3 separate regions of the Mus musculus genome follow, and regions 1 and 3 are each linked to region 2. Evidence: chromatin contacts called from public Hi-C and HiCAR-type data. All regions are on one chromosome and are shown on one strand. The core of a region is the stretch at or near the end of the contact, and the rest is flanking DNA. Distances in the headings are between cores, read along the strand shown.

The links. A called contact is a pair of places that touch in the nucleus more often than the background predicts. HiCAR-type assays count read pairs that join an accessible place to other places.
Region 1: a contact with region 2 is called in a Hi-C map of neural progenitor cells, with 8 times the contacts expected there. The contact joins two enhancer-like sites. A contact is called at or near these places in 1 of 15 datasets of contacts at CTCF or cohesin (the NIH/3T3 cell line) and 1 of 484 Hi-C or Micro-C datasets (neural progenitor cells).
Region 3: a contact with region 2 is called in a HiCAR-type map of astrocytes, with 2.3 times the contacts expected there. The contact joins two enhancer-like sites. A contact is called at or near these places in 2 of 39 promoter capture datasets (the C10 cell line and hippocampal neurons) and 1 of 115 datasets of contacts at active chromatin or transcription factors (astrocytes).

The regions. Positions count from the first base shown.
Region 1 is chr12:52,917,603-52,921,899 of GRCm38.p6, reverse strand. All of the region lies in intron 5 of Akap6 (A kinase (PRKA) anchor protein 6), which reads right to left. Among named protein-coding and RNA genes, the nearest start is that of Gm51971, 120 kb to the right of the region's middle. Within about 2 kb of position 2,574, at least 6 of the 459 cell types and tissues checked have an H3K27ac peak or open chromatin away from gene starts, as enhancers often do. A contact at or near this core is called in neural progenitor cells, where this site is marked.
Region 2 is chr12:53,445,885-53,450,534 of GRCm38.p6, reverse strand. All of the region lies in intron 2 of Npas3 (neuronal PAS domain protein 3), which reads right to left. Among named protein-coding and RNA genes, the nearest start is that of 1700030L22Rik, 130 kb to the right of the region's middle. Within about 2 kb of position 2,219, at least 38 of the 459 cell types and tissues checked have an H3K27ac peak or open chromatin away from gene starts, as enhancers often do. A contact at or near this core is called in astrocytes and neural progenitor cells, where this site is marked.
Region 3 is chr12:54,195,838-54,200,041 of GRCm38.p6, reverse strand. All of the region lies in intron 1 of Egln3 (egl-9 family hypoxia-inducible factor 3), which reads left to right. Among named protein-coding and RNA genes, the nearest start is that of Egln3, 5.9 kb to the left of the region's middle. Within about 2 kb of position 2,496, at least 48 of the 459 cell types and tissues checked have an H3K27ac peak or open chromatin away from gene starts, as enhancers often do. A contact at or near this core is called in astrocytes, where this site is marked.

The sequences.
Region 1 (4,297 bases), core at 1,325-3,824, 530 kb after region 2:
TGTAAATGAGCTGTCATGTTCCTTCGCTTACAAAATTACTTGCCAATTACACTTAGATGACCCAGCATAATTGCCATATAAACTGTACCCTGGCTGGGGTAACCTGAATCATCAATTTAACTTTACCCTCTCATCATATGGTACTTAGCACACAATTAAATAAACGGCCAGTCACTGTACATTTTCCCAACAGAATGAAGTGGCTTTGTCATTGGTTCCTCGGTCACAACAATCTAGAACACACCTTCAACTATCAGAAACTGAAGGAGAGAACTTTGTGCATTTAAGAAATAATTTCCAAGTGTTTTTAAAAAATTAAAACCACGTGTTTGAAAAGTCTTTTTCTTGAAAACAGACAAAAAAATTTTTTTAAAAAGGCAAAAACCTTGTTCCTCCTAAAGAGACGCTGCTCCCAAGATCTCAGTTCATAAAAATGGCTCCAAGCCTTTGAAAGTGAGTCTAGCTCCTCAATCTATAATTTATTTCAAAGACTGTGTGTGTGTGTGTGTGTGTGTGAGAGAGAGAGAGAGAGAGAGAGAGAGAGAGAGAGCAGCTCAGTGAGGTTGACGCTCTTCCCTGATAGACTGGCTAATAACTTATGCAAGATGGAGATAGATGGGTGAGACTCTGAATGCTGACCGTGACTCTGAGTGACGGGATTTTCATTCGCTGCCCGGACGCTGCCTCCACACCTGACACAGGTAATCACATTGACTCCTCAGCTCCTCAGCATGGAGACATCAGGCCAAACGCGTGCTCAAACAGAGGTTCTGTCTGAAGGGACTATTTGACTTCCAGAACATACTGTTTGGAGGCCCTGATTGAAAAGAAGGTCAATGCTAGCCCAAATATCTCTCTACCCCCTGAGGTGGAATAATTGATGTGCGGCAGCCCTTAAGGATGTGGAGTCACCAGGGTGATGGATGGATATACGTATATTATTCACACGTACATCTGCTAATACACAGGTCCCAGTGCAAACACCAGGACTTAAGAATATTATGTGGATTTAGGACAATCCCTGAAGGACTCCGGTTCCATTAAAATCTTGTTTTGGCAGCCTGGGGCAGATCCATTCCAACTCCCACACGCTTTATGCATTCAAAAGGGGGAACCAAACCACTTTAAAAATAAATTTAATAAATTTTTGTAATGTCAAGTTATTAACATCCTGTCTAGTCATACAATGTTCATATTTTTAAGAAGTAATATTAAAGCTGCAGAGATGTTAACCCTTCTAATAGCTGAATTATCATTTTTATTTCCATTGTGGTTTTTTTTAATTGCTTTATCTTGCCAAAGGAGATGAATCACACCCCTACAAACAAAAGGAAACCTTCGGGTTCCCCCTTCTTGTCACAGATTCACTAGCCAAAACACAGAATTTCAACTTCTTTAAGAAGATGTGAGCCATTCCTACCATACACTCTTAAGTACTCAAGGAAGATGTGCAAAAGTCGCCCAAATAGGAGAGTCTTCCTCGCCTACCACTGCTAATGTCACCTTCCCAAAAGTCATCCCATAGGTAAATGTTCTCCTGGTTAATATAAAAATCTGAAGTTTTTACTATATATACCAGATAAACTGATTCAAGTTCCCAAAATTCCATGTGATAAGATGTGAGTCCCTGGTCCTTAATCAATGCCCTCAGCCAGTCCTGTGCATGGCCCACAGAACGCAAGGCCTGTCTGCAAACTTTTCTTCAGTGCTCAGTACACCATAGCTCTGGATGTGCTGTGCTCAATAAGCTCACCACTTCTCTGATCATCTAGTTAAAAGCAGCCATTACTGTCTGAGAAAAAAGTAAGCTATAAGTTAGTAAACTGGGCACTAACGATATTCAAAATCATGAGAATTGTTACATATTATGGCCTAAGAGCCCTTAAACCAAGCAGGAAGGAAGTGCAGTTCTTCCTGACTGGGAAAAGTAACACGAGTCTCCTAGACACACAGAATGAACCATGAGAGCACTGGAATGTGGTTATGACCGTCACATGGCCAAAATGAGCCTCCCTCTCTGCCTATGCCCCCTCCATGTCACAAGCAAAGGCAAAATGCCCGAATGCTGTAGTTCCTGACAGACCCCACCACCACCACCACAGCAAACGACTCAGGCTGGGTGCTGAGTATTTCAGATAAACAGGAGAAATGGTACCATATCCTGCTAAACACTCAGCCACACTTTAAACTGATGGGAGCCAAGGGACAAGCAAATGGAACGTCAGAGCACTCAGAAAGCTGTAGCCTTGCTCCTGAGGCTGAAGGGGGTGGTGGGCAACTGGGCCCAACGCACGCTCTGGGCTTTGAAGTCTGGCTGACTGAGCCCTGTTCCTGAGGAGCACAGCCCCACGGCAGGCAGCTCCTGTTCTTGTGAAGGAAGCTCAACTTGCTTAGGCCATGGCTGTCCGTCATCTCAGCAGAGAAGGGGAAGCAGGAAAGGTGAGCGGCAGGTGAAAAACAAACTCTTGTGATCTCTTAACTTCAAGCAATGAAAAATGGAGCAGAGGTAGACACAGGAGGGCCAGCAAAAGACCAGCAGTCAGAAGTGTTTGGGAACGCTGGTTTTTCTTGGGGTAGAAATAAAGGCGATTGAATCAGAAATGAAGCACAGAGATCTAGATGGTGATGGGAGACGTGTGCGTCTGCATTTTCTGATCATTCTCCTAACCAGACACGTCCGGTCCTCTAGTTAAATCCAATTGTGTTTATGAAGATCCGGGCGAGGGCACAATAAAGATGGGACCTCGAGAACAAGTGGAGTCTGGTGCTCCTCTGCCACCTTGTGGCAGCCAACACAAATTGCAGGCACTAATACTAGGATGAACAAAGAGGGTCAAAAGGCTGTGCTTTTAAAGTCCACCTGTAAATGGGGACTCAGATTTCCCACGCACAAACACGGATCTGCCTCGGTTCTTATTACCTACAGTGAAAGCTGTTCCTAGAGGATGATAGAGGTTTTTTTTATTACATGGGGTCCCTGAGCTGCTGCTGCAGGCTGCCTGGAAAAGGACAAGAAGGTTGTCTGCCAGTGTTAGACTGAATATTCGTGGAGCACGGTTTGAAAAAAGAAAGCAGAAATAAGGAAGAAGCTAAAGTGCCCATCATGACAAGATTTAATTAAATAAGCCGGGGCATGTCCACGTGATCAAACACTAAGGAGCTGTGAGAATGTACCGGAGTTCTTTTGTATACAGATGGAAACAGGTCTGTGGAAGCACTTTACTGACTTATATCCAACACGGACTTGCAAGTGTGCTCGTCTCACATAAAAGGGCTCCACAGAACACAGAGCAGACTGCCTGGGCTGGTTAGTCGGCAGGGTGGAGGTCTGTGCTTTTCGCTTTATGCTGTCTCACGTTGTTTGCTTTTCTCACTGAGTGTAGCGTGATGTTTCTCTTTAACTAGACATTGAGTGAAAGGCAGGGGCTGAATCGCGCTTCCTCAGTCCACACTACACACTGCTACATCTGTGGAGTGATGATGTCCCAGTAGCTTGGTGTGCGCGCGCACACACACACACACACACACACACACACACACCTGGCAGTGCCTGGAGGCCCGGCTCATGCGGAGAAGCATTCATCCATCTACACACCTCCCTGCATCTGAGTCTTTCCCACACTCAGTTGGGTGTAGTTCAGGGTGCCATAGACCAGAACAGGGCAGACAAAAAGATGTTGTCTGACATTTCTGACTGAACATGAGCGAGTCTCAAAAGCAGCTCTTGGTGTGAACCCCTGATTCGCCCTGTAATCTGCTCCTGTCCCCCTCCCCCAACCCACTCCCACTCACCCAGTATTCCATTCCCACTGCTCTGATGTTCTTGGGTTTTTGTTTTGTTTTGTTTTGTTTTGTTTTGTTTTGTTTTGTTAGAGACAGGGTTTCTCTGTGTATCCCTGGCTGTCCTGGAACTCACTCTGTAGACCAGGCTGGCCTCGAACTCAGAAATCCGCCTGCCTCTGCCTCCTGAGTGCTGGGATTAAAGGCGTGTGCCACTACCGCCCGGCTTGCTCTGATGTTCTTAATCTCCGAATCCACCTACAAACTCTTTGATCTTAAACTCGACCCTCTATATCTAAGGTTTTAGCTTTGATTTTCATGCCTGGTTTTGCCAGGTGCAGAGGTCCAGCATGGCTTCCCAAGTCTGCCTAAGTACAGGCACAAATTGTTGAGATGTCCCTGTACGTTTGGAAGAGACTTCTTGATGGTTTCCTTTCGAGATATTTTCCATTCACGGCACAGACAAGGGACTGCTTCCTTTGGTATTTAAGAAATGCATGTAAATCCAGAAGTAGAA
Region 2 (4,650 bases), core at 970-3,469:
CCAAGAATTGTAGATCTCTACAGTACAAATCCATGTTAAACAGATGTGGTCCTCCGTGGGCTGACTTAAATGTATCTGCGTATCTAGAGATGGTTGTGTGTACACTCGCCATGTTTTCCTTTCCTGTTAGCTCGCCGGCTCTTCACTTGTCTTGAATACTTTAAGAAGATGCTTTGGGACCTTCTCTTCAGTAGATTACAATGCGTTGAAAATCAATTCTCTATCTAGCTTGAGTGGGTCTAGAAAGATGCCTAAGCTGTTTGTGGCATTCTCGTTTGGTACAGCCATCTGAATCCTCTTTTGTGCCTAATAAACATGGCCTGTAATTTGTAGACAGGATATGAACTGTTAGAGTTCTACTTCCTGTGAAGACATCAAGCGTTGAAAATTCTATTTTAGGCGATTTAAAGAACTATATTATGAAATGTTCATGGTATGAAAAGTACAGAATTAAGATGATTTCAACTGTTACAGTGTCCTACTTAAATTATGTTGAAAGGAAATCCGGGGACAGTTTGAAGTGTGGCGAGGAGCAGGCCAGGCCTTTCAATCTCCTTTAGAGATACACACAGTGAAATGAAAAGCTTTTGCCTCGCCCTCAGCTAACCTTTCGCTCCTAAGCTCAATTTCCATATTCTTTAAACGTCTTAAAATTAGTCAAATGACTTCATTGGTATTTCCCACCCCCCCCCCCAAATTTATAAGTGAGGCAGAATCAAATGTATACCAATCCTTCTCTCTCTTGCTGTTCCACAGGGGCCAGCGCCATAATTCTACATTAGAAGAGAGCCGCAATGAAGGCGATGTGTCTATCAAAGAGACTTTACATTAAATGTAAATTTCTGTACTTTCAGTTAAAAGGGCAGATTATTTAATTCACTTCAGTTTAACAAGCATTTACAGAGTAGTGGCAGGGACTGGTCACAAAACGGAATAGAAAGGAATACAGAATGCTTAGATGTTTCCTAATCTCCCTCTAAGAACCCACTATGCACTGAGGGAAACAGAAACATCCACCAAGAGTTCAGGACAGGGCAGAACTCAGGCTACCACAGAAGCACACACAAAGGGGAGCTGTGCTGATTAATGCGTGTCTAGGGACTCTAACAGGTTTCAGAGATGAGGCAAGGTGACATTGGGACTGGCTAAAGGCTGAAGTCTGTGGCGTGATGTCCTGTGGGAAAGAAGCCCATACCGGAAGACAATATGCCATATGACTCCATAGGACTTGCAGATCCTGGCACAAATAAAAAGATGGGGCCCAAATTCAATACCATTAAGAACTTCAATGGTGCCAGGCAGTGGTGGTGCACACCTTTAATGCCAGCACTTGGGAGGCAGAGGCAGGCAGATTTCTGAGTTCGAGGCCAGCCTGGTCTACAAAGTGAGTTCCAGGACAGCCAGGGCTATACAGAGAAACCCTGTCTCGAAAACAAACAAACAAACAAACAAACAAAGAACTTCAATGGTGATAACTGAGAAGCCTGTTATCCAACAAGACTCACAGGTTACCGACCAGGGAAGCCAACCCTTATGTCAATGACCACCTCAGCAGCTGCAGCAACTGAAGGACCAGAGACCTAGTAAGGTGGCACCTAGTAAACTTAACCATCGAATGTGTCAGGGGAACCAGAAGACAGGGAGATTCTCCCACTAACAGATAGCATCCATTGTTGATCAGGCATACAAGAGATACTAAGTACTTCACAGAGGGCAGACAGAAGCTAAGTACTAAACAAACTCATCTCAGAACATGACTTCCTTTCTCCTCGACAGGCTGAGCCTAAGTCTGATACAGAAAGTATTGTTTTTCCTGTGAGTTGATTCTTTGGGGGGGGGGGTGGAGGGAGGTTGAAGGGTCTGCTTTCCCCAATTTGCCTCTAACTGAACAGACAAAAAAAGTTATAGTGCAAATAAAGAAACAGATATTTAGATTTTCAGTGTGGCACAATACTCCCAATTTCCCACTATTTTCTCTCTTTTAACAAAAAGAAACTGTAAGCAAGGCCTTGATAAGGCCTCCAGATGAGCAGGAAGCTATGGACCCAGTTTTATTTACATTGTGCATGGTTTCAGTTTTACAGTTTAGTTGAGTGGGGCTATCCAGCTCCCACTTTAGCCTGAAGCTACTTTAAACTTCAAACCACTGCCCTAAGCATTGGAACAGAGTCTCTGTGGTCCCCATAGAAATCCCGTGGAATGCAGCTTCCTGCTGGTTTGTTACACTGCTTCAGAGCCTGCTCCGTTTTGCAGGGAAACAAAACTCCACACCACAGTCCAACCAGAAAGACTTTAACCCTTCTCTTCTGTAATTAAAGTTCCTATTTACATGGGAAGGTTGTTTGTGAATAATCCCTGCAGGGAGTCAACCTAACACAAATCAATCACCCAGCACTCTCAGGGGCCAGGCCCAACGCTTGGCACCTAGCACAATACCTATTTGTTGAACAAGTGATGAATGCTGACCCATTTATCTGGATTGATTTTCTTCTGCCCCAAACCTAACTTCTACTCTGCTAAATTCGACTCTTATCCTTTTAGAGAATTCTTCAATACATTTTTTTCCTCCACATCTTAAACCATTCCCTGAAGAATTCTCATGGCTCTATATCAAAAGTCCTATTAAATTCTTAATGGCATAACCATGAAAAGGGGAATTATTGTCTTAATTCTCTGTCGCCAGTACAGAAGGAATGAGTGAATTGGCTGCTGGAGGAGCATCGAGTTCTGAGTCAGGAGCCTGTGCTTGCATACTCATACATTCATACATTCGACATACATCCATGCTCACAGAGTGAACACGCATAAAAATTAGAGCCCATGCTTTTCATGTGAAAGAGAACACATAGCGTTTGTGCATCTGAGCCTGGGTCACCTCATATAGAGCTCTGGGCACGCAGCCAAAGCCAAGTTATTCAACTTCACCGCACCTGGGGTCCCTCACCATCTGACTAGAGGAGTGAATTCAATCCCTTCGAGTACTTAGCACAGCACCTGACACATGACACATTCTCAGTAAGCACTATTTTCTACCACCAAACTACTAGAAATATATCTGTAATTGTTTTTAATAATAATTTTGATATTTTAAAGTGTATAAATTTATATACATTCAATTCCAGTTTAGAAGATTTCAGAATAATATCTGTGACTGGTAAAAATTTTCTTCTTTGGAAAACGCTTTAATCAAGAATATGAGACAGTTACATAAAGAAAAGAGTTTTAGTTATCTTGAGTCTCTCAATAAGTTCTCTGTGTCACTGTCCAGCAAATAAAACTCCTTGACAAAATTTAAATGTTTATAAAACTTTCTTGCAAACTTAAACATTTTCACTTTTTTTTTTCCTGACAGAATCTGAAGAGAATGGTTCGATGCTTTCCTGTGGGATAGGAGGAACATTAAAAGACCAAAACCAAAGCCAAAACCAAAACCAAAAACCAAACAACAACAACAACAAAAAACCTCCCACAAGCAGACGCTTCAAAAAGACAAATTGTAGAAGGCAGGGATTTTTCACAAGTCTCAAATTAAAACCTCACGTTAAACATTATTATCATTTTGAAATATTTGGCCATGCAAAAACCATCAGACAAGCTCTTTCTGAAAAGGATTCTGTGTCTCTTCAGTGGCCACAGCCCCTGCCGGTTCCCAGTGCTCTTATGACAGCACAATCAGTCAATACAATCAGAGAAATTCTAAAGTACAATGGTAATTTTCTCCCACATTTTTTTTTTCTTTACACTGTCAGTCCAAGTCACCTGCTGAAAGCATCGATGCGGAACAGCTCAGTATTAGCTCTGAAGTTAGTACCAGTCCGGAGTTAAATACCTGCACGTTGAGGGTAGGAAAGAGACTAACAGCATGTAAGCGCAGCCATGGAGGGCACATTCCTGAAGATGCTCCTTGTAAAGTCATTCCTACTGACCCTGGGTATCCCTGCTCTGATGTGAGCTGGGGAAGGAAAATGGGCTCCTGAATAGAGGAAGGGATGCTTCAGCATAATAGTTAACTGTGAACTATTACCAAACAAACAAACAAACAAACAAACCACTCTGCTTCAGACCCAGCCCGTTACGATAGCTAACATGCCTAACAAGGTCTCTATGGAGAGATAGAGTACATTTTAAAAGAAAGCGTCTGTCCCTTTAGGTTTCATCGTGGGTTTTGCAGTGGTGTGCACATTTTCCACACGCGCCTTTAAACAGAGAGTAAGGTGCAATCACCTCTGGTATCTCCCATGCTCTGGCACCTCGCCTCGCCTGCCAAGCTCAGCAGATAGGTCTGTGAGCACTGAGGCCGCCAGGATGAAAGGCATTTGTTACAGCTACTCAGAGGGTCGTCAGTGGACAACCTGTACAAGATTTATGCTTTAAATAATAAATGAACTAAACACCTTGAGGTAATTGGCTGTGTGAAGCGTCACAATAGGCCAGATAGCTTGTCTGTAAAAAAGTCAAAGAAGACTAAATAATGAATGTGGAGCGTGGAGGATTTGTGCCAAGGCAATACTGCAAGCTCCTTTTCTAAACAAGGGTGGCCGGGGAGTCCAGCTCCCAGGATCCTAAGAAGTGCTGATGGGACTTCCTCTTTTTATGTCCACAGTAATGACTTCAAACATCCGTCCTTACTTTTCATGATTTCCAATGGGT
Region 3 (4,204 bases), core at 1,247-3,746, 750 kb before region 2:
GACCCAAAGTCTCTCAGTCAGGGCCCAGAGGCAGTTTTAGAAAGAGGTTGGGGGAGGATTGGTGTTACTAAGCCTTGTGGCCTTAGATAAGTTAAGTCACTTGGGGCCCTATCAAGTGTAAAATAATAATTCAAAAGCTTTAGGAAAAAGAACTTTATACCAATACATGTAAAATTCTTAGAATGTCCAGTTTTCGTCTTTGTTTAAAAGCTCCAGGTTAGTTTTGAGATTCTTCTTCAAATGAGTCTGACTTGAGTCTGTTCGTAACTTCAGGCCTTCCTGTTTAGCACCCCAAATGTGCATGTGTGTCTCTGAGTTTCAGTGCAGGACTCCTGTGAGCCAGCTTATACTCACAAATACATGTGAACTGTAGGCTAGTCTAGTTCCTCGTTAACTGTGTCTCAAGCCATGAGACACACATCACACACTGTGGATATGGTGTGGGCCACTTGAGTGCATCTGAGGTGCAAGGGAAGTGCTGAGTTAGTTCTTCCAGTGTTGGTTTTAGGCAAGCATTGCTAGACTGGTTGTTAGGACCCTGACCAGGGCATCTGTGGGCAAGGGGGTTAAAAAGGTTGTATTGTGAGCAGACAGATCAGTCCTTTCCTTGTGACAAGACAGAGGACTGAGCAGCAGGAGGCTAATGAACAAGAGTGTGTAGCCTGGGGTGGGGGTGGGGGTGGGGGCTTGGGCTTGCTTTCCCCTAGTGGAGCAGCTGTTTGGCCTGCCCTTCTGGTATTGTTAAGAATGCTTGTTACTTAATGGAACTTATGTTGGTTGGAAATGACTCTAAGCAAAAATGGGAAGATGTACCTTGCTGATCTGACTTCTCTCAAGACACAAGTGCAGGAAAAGCAGTCAGGAGTCTCAGAGAACGGGGGTGGGGGGTGGGGGGGTGGGCAATAAAATCTCGAGCCTTCCTACCCAGCTGGTGTGAGCTCTCTTGAGTTTTTTTTTTTCTTTTTTTTTTTTTTTTGTTTTCTGAGACAGGGTTTCTCTGTATAGCCCTGGCTGTCCTGGAACTCACTCTGTAGACCAGGCTGGCCTCGAACTCAGAAATCCGCCTGCCTCTGCCTCCCGAGTGCTGGGATTAAAGTCTGTGCCACCACGCCCTGCGCTCTCTGAGTTTTGAGACCTTTCTTTTTTCTCCATTTCTGTTCTGCGTTTCTTCCCCTTCATCCTTCTAACCCAGCCTTTGCTGCTGCTCCACACGCATGGCTCATGGTGATGCCTTGCACCGGCTGCTTCAGCTCTTAGGTAAGATGGCCTGAAGCTTGAACAGCAGCCCAGCTTCCCAGCTTCCACTGCCCTGGGGAAAGCTGCACTCACTGTTTTGACCTTAGCTCTGGGGAACTAGGAGACCTGGTTGGGGTGGTGCAAGCATAGAGAATTGTTTGTCACAAATACGGTTGCTTGAGCCCATGACAAGGTGTGATCCTTAGAGAGCAGAGATTTGCAGTGTCTCTGTGGTCAAAATCTTAAACTGTCTGAGGAAGTCATTTATAGAACACAGCCCTGGTAAGAGGAGTGAGGGAGATTTCATGGTAGGGCTTGTGGGAACAGGTGCCTCCAAGGCTAGGGCTGGGTCATCATGAGTCATGTGGCCCAGGACTGGCTGGTGAACTCTGCCATGTGCATTCAGTTTTTTATCTGAAATTTTTAAATATGGCTCAGACTGAAAATGCTAAGCATCTTCATGGTGCTTAATTGCCTATCTCTATAAAGGGCTCTTGGATGTCAGGAAACTGTTTCTCTTTCTGACAGCTTAATGCAAATTTGGTAAATTCACTCCTGACTCTGGCTAGGAAAACTAGATTTTTCCTAATAATAAAAATAGTTTTGCATCCCAGGACTGTATCCTGGGAGCACGCCTTATATGGGAGACAATATGCCGAGGCTTGAAGACTTTTACTGAACGGCACTGCCAGGTGAGCACCTTCAAACGCCACAGTACGATGCGTCCTTCAGGGCAAGGCTCAGAAGGCTGCTCCCCTGGGACTTTGGTCTGCTCGGCATCTCTACTTTTGGCTGAATTCTCTGATGCTGGGTAAACAAAGAACATTTGACTCGAGCCTATTGAAGACCGAAGAGTAGTGAACAAGTTCGCACAGTGGACAAGGCTACTCATTTTTGTTTTTGTTTTTTAAAGTTATTTTAGCCACAGATTTGACGCTTCCTCTGCAGCAGTACTTTGTGGCCGTTAACTAATGCTTCGAGATATCTGTCACTTTCCTCCGGTGTTTGTCAAATGCACACGTTCTGACAGTAATGATAGTTCTGATGTTTTCCGCTGGGTATCTGCCAGGGGTGCCCAGTGGGTGACTGAATCCAGAGGTACTGGGATTGTAAATACAACAGACAGATCATTTTATGATGCCAGACGAAAGAATCCAACTTTGGCAGATGGCCAGGAACCATTGATTTGGCTTGGATTCGTAGCTCTGTGGGTGTTTGCCAAGTAAGATTAGTGAGCTTGGTTAATTATACATAGGACTTGTACCCTTTTCTCTCGGTTATTTCTATCTTCACCCAGAATAGCACTTGCTTCAGTTTGCCTCCTCTTGTGGATGAGTTTCTGCCCATGGTTTTGGTGAACTGTGCATCTCTTACCCCTTGCTCATCTCAGCCTTACTGACTCCTGCTCTACACTGTTAAATGTAGCCCCTCAGGTTTTGAATTGGGGTTTATTTGGCCGCTTGCCCAGTATCCCCTATGCTCAGAACAGCATCGATGCATCCTTATTAAGGCAAGCCAATTTTTGATTCTTTAGAAGCCACATCGATAATGTTGCCCAAGTTTTAGAGTAAATATGGGTTGTCGCTTTGATGTAAACTACCCCCTCCGTAAGTTTAGGTGTTTGAACATTTATTCCCGAGTTGGCATTGTTTTGTAAAGTTGTAAAACCTTTAGAAAGTGGAGCTTTGCTGGAGGAAGTGGGTCACTGGGGGAGGGTCTCGTGGTTTGGAAACCCTCATGTACTATGTACTCTTGGCTTCCTGGCTGTCGGCAATTGAGCAGCAGCTCCCCACTCTCTATGCCTTCCCTGGCCAGGAATTCCCTCAAATTTTAATCCAAAGCAAACCTTTCCTATCTTAAGATGCTTCTTGTCAGGTATTTGGTGACATCAACCAGAAAAATCACTAAAATAACGCGTGTGTCTTATGTTAATTATTTTTTGCCTTTCAAAACCAAAATAACCTCCACGTCCGTATAATTGAAGGATGTGATCGTAGTCTGGATTGTTTGCCAGTCAGAAGACAAAATGGGAAACCCAGTTCCAAGTGCCAGCGAAGCCTGGTTTTGACTTTAATGGGAGACCGTGAAGCTGTGGGGCTGTTTGGAGGCGTTGTTTGCATGTTGTCCTGGGCTTGCCTCTGGTACTCACTGGATGAATGATAAAGCACCTCTCTCTAGCCAGCTCATCCCAACCTCAGGGACAGTATACAAAACTGCTCCCTCCTCTTGACAATTTTGTCTTTTTTTTTTTTTTTTAAGCAAACAAAACCCAGCTTTTTCCATACTCACCTTGTTTTGTAGGTTACTTTGAGTGATTTGAATGGACCATCAAACCTTCTCTTCACCATTTAGCCAGGGACACACAGGTCAGAACCGGGCCCATGTTGCTGTTGTAACAGTATGTAGCTCACAGCTTCACCGTGGAACTGCAAGTTTTCCTGGTTTTCTTTTCAAGTAGAATGTTCTGTCTTCAGTAGACATCCTTAAGGAAGAAGAGTGGCTGCCTTGGCTTCTCACCTTCTTTCTCTGTTAATCCCTCCCTCTGCCTTTGCTAGAATCTGGTTGTGCAGGCTCCCCTAGGTCTGGAGTTCCTATTCTTAAAAGCAGGATAATAACCAGAGCCGTTCCCTTCCCATTATCCACTGTAATAACCCTTTGAGCCTCTGCTGAATCCTAGAGGCCTTTTCTGTCTGACCTCCTGGCCCTTTTACCCTTAATCTTCCCCAACTACCTTCATTCCTATACCCTGAAATGCTGGAAAGAGACTTGCTAGGCACAGCCAGCTTGCCTCTCCATTGTCTTCTACTCTATAGTTCCCAGGCCATGTAATGCCTGTCTTGGGAAGTCTATCCTCTGTCTCCTGCCTAGGTGGCCCCAGGACTTGTTCTGCCTCTCTTCAATTTAGAAGTTCCTGAATTCAGAGACCACTGTGCTTTGTATTATACAGTTCCGTAAGATTATGGCTAGC